Linked DNA regions of Zea mays: region 2 is linked to region 1. Evidence: chromatin contacts called from public Hi-C data. All regions are on one chromosome and are shown on one strand. The core of a region is the stretch at or near the end of the contact, and the rest is flanking DNA. Distances in the headings are between cores, read along the strand shown.

The links. Hi-C and Micro-C count contacts between places; a contact is called where the count stands out from the background.
Region 2: a contact with region 1 is called in a Hi-C map of ear, with 1.8 times the contacts expected there. The contact joins the promoter of LOC100216931 here to the promoter of LOC100284649 in region 1. A contact is called at or near these places in 4 of 25 Hi-C or Micro-C datasets (bundle sheath, ear, root tip and 1 more).

The regions. Positions count from the first base shown.
Region 1 is chr2:15,776,212-15,781,539 of Zm-B73-REFERENCE-NAM-5.0, reverse strand. LOC100284649 (zinc finger, C3HC4 type family protein) reads right to left here and starts at 2,522. Exons shown (of 1, transcript NM_001157544.2): 1 at 1,747-2,522. The coding sequence starts at 2,444. The coding sequence ends at 1,899. LOC100501142 reads right to left here. Exons shown (of 4, transcript NM_001365475.1): 4 at 5,019-5,328.
Region 2 is chr2:16,508,558-16,513,885 of Zm-B73-REFERENCE-NAM-5.0, reverse strand. LOC100216931 reads left to right here and starts at 2,161. Exons shown (of 5, transcript NM_001366947.1): 1 at 2,161-2,699; 2 at 2,795-2,949; 3 at 3,093-3,159; 4 at 3,307-3,358; 5 at 3,493-3,734. The coding sequence starts at 2,282. The coding sequence ends at 3,577. It overlaps LOC111591024 (small nucleolar RNA R64/Z200 family), which reads left to right and starts at 4,391; the gene lies at 4,391-4,486. It also overlaps the pseudogene LOC111591010.

The DNA.
Region 1 (5,328 bases), core at 1,273-3,772:
ATGAAGGGCAGCGGCCTCCGCCTCTTCTTCTTCAGCACCGCTAGCGCGCCACTAGGCTTCTGCTTCCGCTTCTTCGGCTCTGTGCCGCCGATGCCAGCGCCAGCGTTGGGATCCGCTGGATCTTGAAGAAATCCTATTCGCCGAAGGATGGGGCGGCAGCTGCCGTGGCGGGCGCGAGAGGAGAGGTGAGCGGGCCGAGGCGAGAATGGAGGAAAATGGCGCGGACTGGGAACAACAGAGTGGATTGAGAGCTTGGCGAGCGGCAAAAATTTGCGCAGCGCATGGCATGGTATTCGACCTCGAGAAAATAAGGAGGTTAGATCTTAGACTGTTGGACATATTTTTTTCTCTCTTTTTCTCTAAAATAAGAATAGAGACCATGGTTTTAAGGAACTGTTGAGGCTATCCCAGAAGTTCCCCTATCACATTTCTTAGACTGTCCGCAGCGGTTCCCTCTAAATTTTTCTCCTATATTACTTTTTTGCGTCACATCAACATTTCATTCCCTACTTTTTTATCTCCCACAGCGGTTCTCCCTATATTCTCCCCCTATACTTCACTACAACTATAAAATATCATTATCCAACTCTATTCATCATCTATTACTATTTTTTCTTCACCTATTAAAAAACAGTCGTACAAATGAATAGTTGAAGGGGGACAGCGAATTCGCACTAGCTGCAGCGTGTTGCTGTTCACATCTGCTGTGTGGGGGGCTTCGTAGAGGATGCCGTTGCGGCCGTAGAGAGCTTCTGTAGCCGCTAGACGTAGGGGAGAGGGCGGCCTCGCGGACATGGCTGCAGACAGCCTTAGGCTATCCGCAAGCGTTCCCCCTAAATTTTCCCCCCTATATCACTTTTTTGCGTCACATCATCAACATTTCACCCCCTAAATTTTCATCTCCTGCAACGGTTTCCCCTATATTATCCCCCTATACTCCACTACAACTATAAAATATTATTATCTACCCCTATTCATCTTTTATTTCTATTTTTGTTCAACTATTAAATAGGGGAGCACTGTGCAAGGGGGCGCTACAGTGCTCCCCTTGATCTGGGGGACGTGCGCGTCCTCCCCTACGCCTGTAGCACGTAGGGAGCCGTTTAGGGCGCGCCGCTGCAGCGTGAGCGTCGCTCTAAATCGCTACAGGGAAAGGGGAGCGCGGGTGTAGCGGATGGCGCTGCAGCTAGCCTTAGACTGCCCGCAGCGCCGCACGCTACCGCGCGCGCTCCCTTGCATGGCGGCTACAGCGCGCGCGCTAAAGCCCGCAGCGCAGCACGCTATCGCGCACTCCACCGCGCGGTACTCTTCTCTCTCCCCTCAGCTGCAGCGCGCGCGCTCTCCCCTACCACTGTTCCTGTGGGCCCGCCTTTAATTAATAGTAGAAGAAAAATTGATAGTAGATGAAAAGTAGGTATAGAAAATTATATTTTATATTGTAGTGGGATATAGGGGGAATATTTAGGGGAAACCACTGCGGGAGATGAAAAAGTAGGGGATACACTATTGATGATGTGACCCAAAAAAGTGATATAGGGGAAAAATTTAGAGGAACCCGCTGCGGATAGCCTTATTCCCAAACCTAAATCGAGGTCCCAGCCACACAACACCGCCTCCCAATCCCCAATCCCTAGGCGAGCATGGAGTCATGGACGCCCCCTTCTGTTCCCTCGCATCGAGCAAGGCGAGCACGGACGCAGATAAGAGCATCAATCTTTTTGTAAGCCGAAAAGAGCAAGAATCTTAGTTCAGAGGGAAACGATCGATCCGCGCGAATACATGCATACACATTATTGCATCTTTCCGCTATAGACGATGGCGCATGTTTATCTATCTATCTGTCTGTCTGTCGAGACGTGCTAGCGCAGCAATTACTATACGGGAGGGAGACAGAAACCTCAGTCACCCCGGCGAGCGCCGAACGAACTCTGCACGTCGTCCCACGCCGTGGGCAACATGGGCGCGCGGCACAGCGGGCAGGTGGCCGCACCGTCGCCACTGCGGACCCAAGCATCGATGCAGGCGGCGTGAAACGCGTGCGAGCAGCCGCACAGCTCCACGACCGCCTGGAAATCTCCCTGTTCCAGACCCGCCAAGCAAATCGCGCAGACGGCCGCGCCCTCGGCGTCGCCTTCTGCGTCCAGCTGGACGTCCGCCGGCTGCGCAACCCGCCGCCGCCTGTACCGTGGAGCCGTGAGCGACCGCGTCACGGTCTCCCACAGCATCGCCTCCAGGAGGCGTTCCAAGTCAACATCGTTGACATGCTCGCCGACGCCGCCTAAAGCCTGTCCTGGCAGATGCACCTCGCCCTGGCACGGCGCGACGCCGAGGCGGTCCAGGATCACCCCGGCGATGAAGCGGAGGAGGTCGAGGAGGTCGCGCAGAAGCAGGAGGTTTCGCCGCAGAGGGAGCTCGTAGCTGTGGTCGAAGCTGGGGTTGCTCATCGGCGATACATACGCGGTAGGCTGTGGTAGCACATCACTGATGCCTGATCGAGCGCAGCCGCGTGCTGCTGCCTGCGTGGAATTCTTGCTTGCAACAGGCGCTTCTTTATAAGCTGCAACAACAGGCACATCAATAGCGGAGGTTGCGCGTTGCAGTCGCCAGTCGGTTGGGCTTAGAGATGGCAATGGGGACCCGATCCCCGATTCCCCGCGGGGAATTCCTCTATTAGGGGATGGGGATGGGGAAGTTTCTTCCCCACGGCGATGTAAATGGGGAAAAGTTCTCCCCCGACGGGTAAACGGGGACGGGGATGGGGAAGCATTCCCCATCCCCGTTCCCCGTGGGGACCCGTTAAACTTACATGTGACAATGTTTTGATGTAATAGTTAATGATAAAAGTAAAGAATTACCTTGTCAAGAGATCACCCGTTGTACAAATACATTAATTTTAATGTGCACATAATGAATTTTACATCTAACAATGTGTATAAGTGACAATATTTTACATTAATAACAAATGAAGTATGATTTAATTATAATTTAAGTGGGGATGGGGATCCCCGACGGGGATTTATCCCCGCGGGGAACGGGGATGGGGAAGAAATATCCCCCGCAAGCGTTCGTGGGGATCCCCGCGGGGAAATTTTTTTGTCACGGGGACGGGTTTGGGGAGCTAAAACCCGACGGGGAATTCTCCGTTGCCATCCCTAGTTGGGCTATAAGAGAGGAAGCAGCAATCGAGCGTTGTGGGCTTGTGGCCAAACAGTTGGCTTGGTGGTATTTTTCGAGCCCCAGCGTAATAGCGATTTGCGTGTGGTCGTTGCAGCAGCATCTGGACCACAAATGTCGTGGTAGCGGTACGTGAAGCGTGAACATCAGCGCATTATGGAACTTGATGACTACGTGTTGGTCACAAGTTGGAGGAGTTGGAGGTTGTAAAGAAGTCCATTTTTACCCTTTGTCTGCCTCATCAGCTCATCTAATTCAAAATTTTAGATAGGCTAGAAGCCTGCCCGTACCTTACCGTGGGAATTGCAAATAACTTGAAATAAATTTAGACTACGTATAATTACTTATATGAAGAAATAAACTATTATAAATTAATGTTAGTGGATGGGTGACACGATGACGTGAACAACTAAATACATATTAGTAGATCATGTGCACGCTGATGCGTATTACTACCTCCGTTATTAAATATTTGTGGCTAGCTAGTTTATTTTTAAACTATACCACAACAAATAAAAAAATGAAGGGAGTACATAATTGCAAATGCTAGTCGACTACAACACATTTAATAGTAGACAATTGGGTGGACAACTTGCATATCGACCTAAGCTCATAAAATCATTCAAATTATCAATGTGCCCTTTTCAAAAAGACTTTAATAACAATTTTGTCTTCTTTTAGTTAAAGTAACATAAATACTTGATAAAGCTATTAGCCACACAAACATCTTTAAGATTTTAAAAATTCCAAACAAATCTTGAAGATACATTTGCACATTCTAATCCAAAAAAACACTTAGACCTTATAAAAATATATTTTGAAGCTTCCAAAATTTAGATTCACTCTAAGAAAAAAGTAAAATTATCTTAAATTTTAAAAAGTTCCCAAAACATTCTAATTGATGTATAAACATGTTTTAAAATTTATGCTTGCATCTACGGAGCATGTCTATGACGAGGCATGCGGGCACGGGTGCAATCCAAACTAAATTGAGCAACTTATGCTTGCATCTACGGAGCCGCATCTGATGAGCCACAGGTTGCAGTGAGCCAAGCGCTGGAGAGAACCAATCACGTGGTTTACTGAAACATGCAACACTGATATACATGAACATCCTATGAGCCAAAAGGTGACAGGGGGCAAAGATTTCAATGACATTAAAAAAAATAAATGAAAAGATAAACTAGCTTTGTTTTACTAATGGAAAAAGAGTTCGACTTCAACCTCTTATAATAATGTATCGGTCCACACGAAAGTATAGGCCATGCTATGACAATCGTAACCAGTTGCGCAACAAAAAGTGCGACACCACACAAGAAAAAGTTCCACATTATTGTCAATTCCAGAAATTGACATTCATGGTCCCTATGAAAACAAACCATCCATGACATGTGCAAATTAATTCCCACAGCAAGTATGGGTCAACATTTCCTTTTGTTTCTACCTCATTGCAATGGCGCGCCTCCTTAAGGACTTGTTAGATTGCGTCTATATCGAAGATGGTTGGAGGGGATTAAATCACTCCCTAATAAAAATTGAGCAAAAGGGGATTTAATCTCCCATTCCTTGAATGGTGCTTTTTGCTGATTTTTCATGAAAACCCTATTTAGGACAAGACATACAAGTCATTATAGCATTCCTTAGAATGTCTTGATGATTCTAACATGGCGTTAACCATCCTAGTAGAGTCTGGTTCTTTTTTCCGCAATCCAATTGAATTGTGGCGAATAGAGAGGTGTCTTCTCATGAATGATCTCTTGTTCTTCACAGGATGAGTTGAATTCGTTTGAGAAATACTCTCCACCATGATCGGACCTAAAGATGTTTAATCTGCCTCTCAAATTGATTTTCAACTCCTGTCTTTTTTTCAATAACGTGACATACATTGTTTGTACTTCCATTACTTCTCTAAACAATTGGTGTTTGATACATATCTGAAAAGAGACCATATTTAGGTACATAACAAAAGTTATATACTTTTTATTCTCAGAAAAGTCTAATTAACTTAGAATTTGTAATGGATGGATCAACATCTATCAAAAGCAATGTTTTGTGGAAGCTTACATCTGTACTTTGTAATTAGCACAAGGAAATAGTAATAAGTTGGACAAAATCATCCTTACATCGGAATTTGTCAACCTAAACCTTGTCTGC
Region 2 (5,328 bases), core at 912-3,411, 730 kb before region 1:
ACGACTACAGACTGCAGCAGCGCGCAGGAACACGACGTGCTTTGTTGTTGGTCCGATCCGCAGCACCGCACATGCTGACATGCGTGGTCTCCAAGAAACTCGCGTTCAGCACGTCAGCCAGCCATGCGTATTGTGTGCTCCCTCCGCTCCGCGCCGAATGCAATTCTAGCACAAGGTATTATTTTAGCATTTTCATTTTGACCAATTATAAATAGAAACATTAATACTTATTATAATAAATTGATGTTATTAGATGACTATACTTTTATGTAAAAATGATTTAGAGTAAAAAAAAGTGCGAGCATCATTTGCTAGAAATTTCATCAAGCGCTAGCTAACCGATTTTTAAAACTTATATGTGGCGTATTTTTCTTTACATAGGAATGAGTAGTATGTTCGGTTAGTAACTGCTTCTCACGTCAACAGCTTCCCTGACCAATGCAAGTGTACTTCTCTGACCAATGCAAATGTACCTCGCCTTCGAAATCTTTGTGCTCGATCAGTTCAGCTGTAGTATATAGACACAGCCGGAGGGAACAAAGACTGAACGGGGATATATCAGTATATATGCCACGTGTACTGTGCGCGGCTACACAGACCACAAATCAGTACTCTCAGTGGAGTCAACACAGGCAACAGCTTTAGTTAGTGTCCAAGAATGCTTTTTGCGGTGGCCTGCTTTGACAAGGCAACGCGGCACTGGCAGACAGATACCATGCGCATGGCATGACCGCATGATATTGATAATTTGATATCACTGCATATGTGGGTGAAACGGCGACGGCCGGCAAGGCTGTAGATTCAAATCAACCAACCCGTTAGGTGCGCAGTTGTTTTTCCAGGACAGCCGAAAGGGCAAAGTGAGGAACAGTGGTAATTAAAGCTGGTGTCCAGATGCGTGCATGCATGGGTGTGTGTGACAAGGCTCCGACTCGATCCGACGCCGCGTTCAACTCCAGGGCCAGCCTGCAAGCACCACTGCTGCATATCAAAAACCCCACGCGCGCGTCTTATTCATCATGGATTGGCAAAACAGTCTTCCCTTGACAGTAGCCCGGCCCCGTCTTAATTTCTGTCCAGATGATCATTCTGTTCTGTCCTTTTTGCATGCAGCCTGCTGGCCGGGTACGTGGCGTTTCACAAGACGCTGGCCGAGACAGCGACCGCGGCGAGGTGACAAGAATGATCACGGTTCGGGCGCCGGTGGGCGGTGGCAAGCGACGTCGTCTCGGTCTGTCGGTCATCGGTCCCCCGGCCCGGAGTAGCTAGTTGCCCATGCGGCCATTCCATTGGTCATACGATGCCACCCGCTGGATTCATGTTTCGAACATGCTCTAATTCACGAGCGCTTGGCAGTTCCACGACATTCTTGCGCAGGCAGAGAGGCAACAGCGTTTCGTATCGTTCGTTGCTATGGTTCGTCCAATCAAGTTCGGAAAACCCATGAACGTGTGATGATGACCAGTGTCAAACAAGAAGCGTGCTAGTTGTAGTAGAGCTGCTCTTCGTAGACTCAGCTCAGGCCTCGCATGCTAATCGCTATTATTACCGTGTGCTCCATGTGTGTGTCTGTCCTGTTTCCACGACAGTTCAATCGACCGGCAGTATTTCTGCATGTGTTATGGAACCATTGCGCATGCGTTTATGGAAAAAAGGAACGCGACCGATGGTTCTACAGAGAATATTGACGAGAGACTGGGAAATACGTACAATGCCAGCTTTCTCTCGCATGTGCCTTCGTGAAACTTTGAGTTGAATCTTTGAACGCCAACCCCATTTCTTTCTGAATAAATAAATCAAGATTAAAACTTGGAATCAGTTCTCTTTGTTTGCGTACCACTTGGTCGGTCCAGTTGGAGTGTAAATAAATAAAACTCTAATGTACGTGGACCTGGACCTGGACCTGTGGACCATCGCTGGAGACTCACCAAGCAAGTAGCCCAACTTGCGTTCCAGTCCATGTACTTCCACGTGATCGTGATCGTGATCGGGCCCACACATCTACGACTCGATCGCACTCATGACCCAACAGGCCAACATGAGTTTTTTCCCCGTATATCCATGGACCTTAACTGAGTAAACGGGCTCCTAAAGAGGCCCAGTATCACGTTTTTTTTTATTTTCATCCCAGTTAATCATAGCCGCACGTTTGATGGTCACGCTCCGGTCACTCCTTGTCCCTGAGTCCTGTTCAAGAATCAAGACAAACTGGCAACGAGAAACTAGCGGATTTCCTGAATCCTGAGTTCCTCACCGGCGAGGCGAGCACGGAAAAAATCGCATGGCCTTGCAGCACGCAGGTCCAGCTAGCTCTACGCTGACCACCGGCCGTCATGGCAGGAGCGCCGCAGCCGTCCTCCGTAGGCCACCGACGGGTTCTAGCAGCCGTTTGAGGGCGCATGCGCAGAAACCCGTCGCCGGATCCCGTTCCCGTGGCGCGGGAGCCGAGACCGCGACGTCCCCCTCATCCTCCCGCTCGGAGAACGCCGTCCTCAAGGCCGCCTGGTACGGCTCCGAGCTCCTCGGCATCGCCGCGTCGCTTCTCCGGCCCGCGCCGTCGTCGCCTCAGGAGGGGGATGCTGGCGGTGGCGGTGACGCAGAGGGCGAAGCGGCGGCGGTGGCGGGGGCCCTGGACCTGGACCACGCGGGAGTGGCCGAGGCCATTAAGGCGGACTTCGCGCGGTCGTACTTCGTCACAGGTCTCAATCTTCTCCAATGAACTGTCACGGGTACGTGCTTGATTAATTATCTGAGAACGGAACGCGTGCCGTGTGCGTTCCGGCTCGTTTCGTAGGGAATCTCACGCTGAGAGCTTACGAGGAGGACTGCGAGTTCGCCGACCCGGCGGGCTCGTTCAGAGGCCTGCGGCGGTTCAAACGGAACTGCACTAATTTTGGGTCTCTGCTCGAGAAATCGAACATGAAGCTCACTAAATGGGAGGACCTGGAGGTACGTGCGAACCACACTCTCCAGCAACAGAAGTCTATAACTTTGTAATTTGAAACACCGAGATGTGTCAACCATTGGTGGTAAAAACAAATGAACAAAAACCGACTGATGTGTGTGCCGCTGCTCGATGCATCCGGTTGCAGGACAAGTCGATCGGGCACTGGCGTTTCAGCTGTGTCATGTCGTTCCCCTGGAGGCCTATTCTGTCAGGTGATTCCAGTTTTGTTGAAGTGAGCCAAACCAGGGCTTGATCCCTGCTGGTCCATTCATGTTGTTGCTCACCTCAGTTCGCCGGCTGTTTTATGCGTATTTTGCTCGGGCCCTGACACGGTGTTTACTGTCGTCCTGCTGTTTCAGCAACCGGGTACACGGAATACTATTTCGATGCTGAATCGGGGAAGGTGTGCAGGTACTGAAAACTTATATGCACTCGTGTTCAGCGATCCTAGGGTCACGAACATCCAAGCATATTTGTGGCTAGCCACTCGATAGATGTTCTACATGCGTATGTGGCGAGGACTGACAGCCCCTGTTGTCATCCAGGCACGTCGAAAATTGGAACGTTCCAAAGATGGCGCTCCTTCGGCAGATTTTCAGGCCGAGCCGATGGGTCTGGGAGAAGCGTTAAAGCCTGCAGTGGCCGTTGTTTTATGTTCCAAACCAAAATGCATGTGCGTGTACGTACTAGATATGTAAAAGTACACTCAGAAGAATAACTCGTATATATACTAGCAGTATATAAAATGTGGATTTACAAAAAAACAAAAAATAAGAGTTATCGTATACATGCAAGGCCCACCGCGGCCCATATTCAGGAACTTTCGGCCGTATTTCTTCATGTGCTCGGCCCTTTTTACACAGACAGGGGCTCCTAGGGTTTCTTCTCTCCACGTCTTTATAAGCAGAAGCTATGGAGCGGCGAGGCGTGGTCGTTGGCTCGTTGCGGCGCTGGCTGCGTACTTCAATGGCGGCTGTCTCTCTTTGTTTTGTTTCGTTTTCACTCCAAGCTGCCGAGGAGATAATTAATCTCCCCCTTTCGATTTTTGTTCGGTGGAATTTGTATGCCTCTCTTCACAGTTTTTGCATTTTTTGGTTTCCTCTGTCTGCTGTAATGGCGTTCATGGTCAGATGATTAGATCATAACTGCAACAAAATGATCTATGATCTGATTACTAGTTTTAAGTCTCTGATGACCTCTCCACTGCCATTGCTAATGCTTCTGTTGCTGTCGTTTTTTCGTTTCCGTTTTATTTTTGTTGTCTGAATTCGCGTTGGATGTGATGAAGAAAAGATTGGTCCGTGTTTCTGATTTTCAGTGACTGATAGCCATCCATATTTTCCTTCTGATCCCATGCAGAAGTGCTCGCCTTCAATTGATAGGTTTTTCTCCTTATGTGCTTCACTCGGAATGTTTACGCCATTTCGATTGCGAATTGCGGGCGATTTGTGGTGATGAATTATGAACACACTTCGCATGTCAGACTTTGGAGATGTTTCTGGCATCAATGAGAAGATCATTCATATAACTGAGCAATGCAGACGTAACTCGCAAAAAACTAAAACAGAACCAAGTTTTTTTTGGTGACGGATATTTACATGCCTTTTGAATTTAAATATTTCTAGTTTGCAGTAAACAAACGAATGGGTGTGCTATCCGTTAAACGAGCAATGCTTTATCTGATTGAGCTCGATTGGGTTATTGCTGTATCTTCACACCCGCTGGTTGGCGGCAGCAGGTTGGCATTTTGGAGTTGGAGTTCTCATGTAGGCGGCTACCAATAACTCCGTGTTGAATCTGAATGTGTCTGACTCAATCCATCTGTTGCTCTCGTTTTTCGTTTATGTTTTCTTTTTGTTGTCTGCATCTGCGCTGGATGTGATGAAGGAAAGATTGGTCCGTGTTTCTGATTTTAAGTGACTGACAACCATCTCTATTTTCCTTCTGATCCCAAGCAGTAGTTCTCGTCTTCAGTTGATTTGTTTCCTCCTCTTCGATTGCCATGTGAGGTTTTTTCTTCGCCTTCGTTCAGACTGAATTTGAATATTTATATGCTGTGCAATGCAGATGTAACTCGCAAAAAAAACGAAAACGGATATTTACATGTTTTAGACTGAATATGAATATTTCTAGCTAGCACTAAACAAACGAATGGATGTGCAATCAGTTAACGAGCAATGCTTTATCTGATTGAGCTCGATGAGGTAATTGCTTGATCTTCATACCCGCTGGCATACCGAGTAAGGTTGCGTATGCGAGTTCTCATGTGGGCGGCTATCAATGTCACCGTGGTGATTGGTGCGGACACCGTTGAACGATAGGCTGTCTGAAATCGTGCATTCTCAAATCAAAGCAGTCTGATGTTTGAACCAGACCATCGA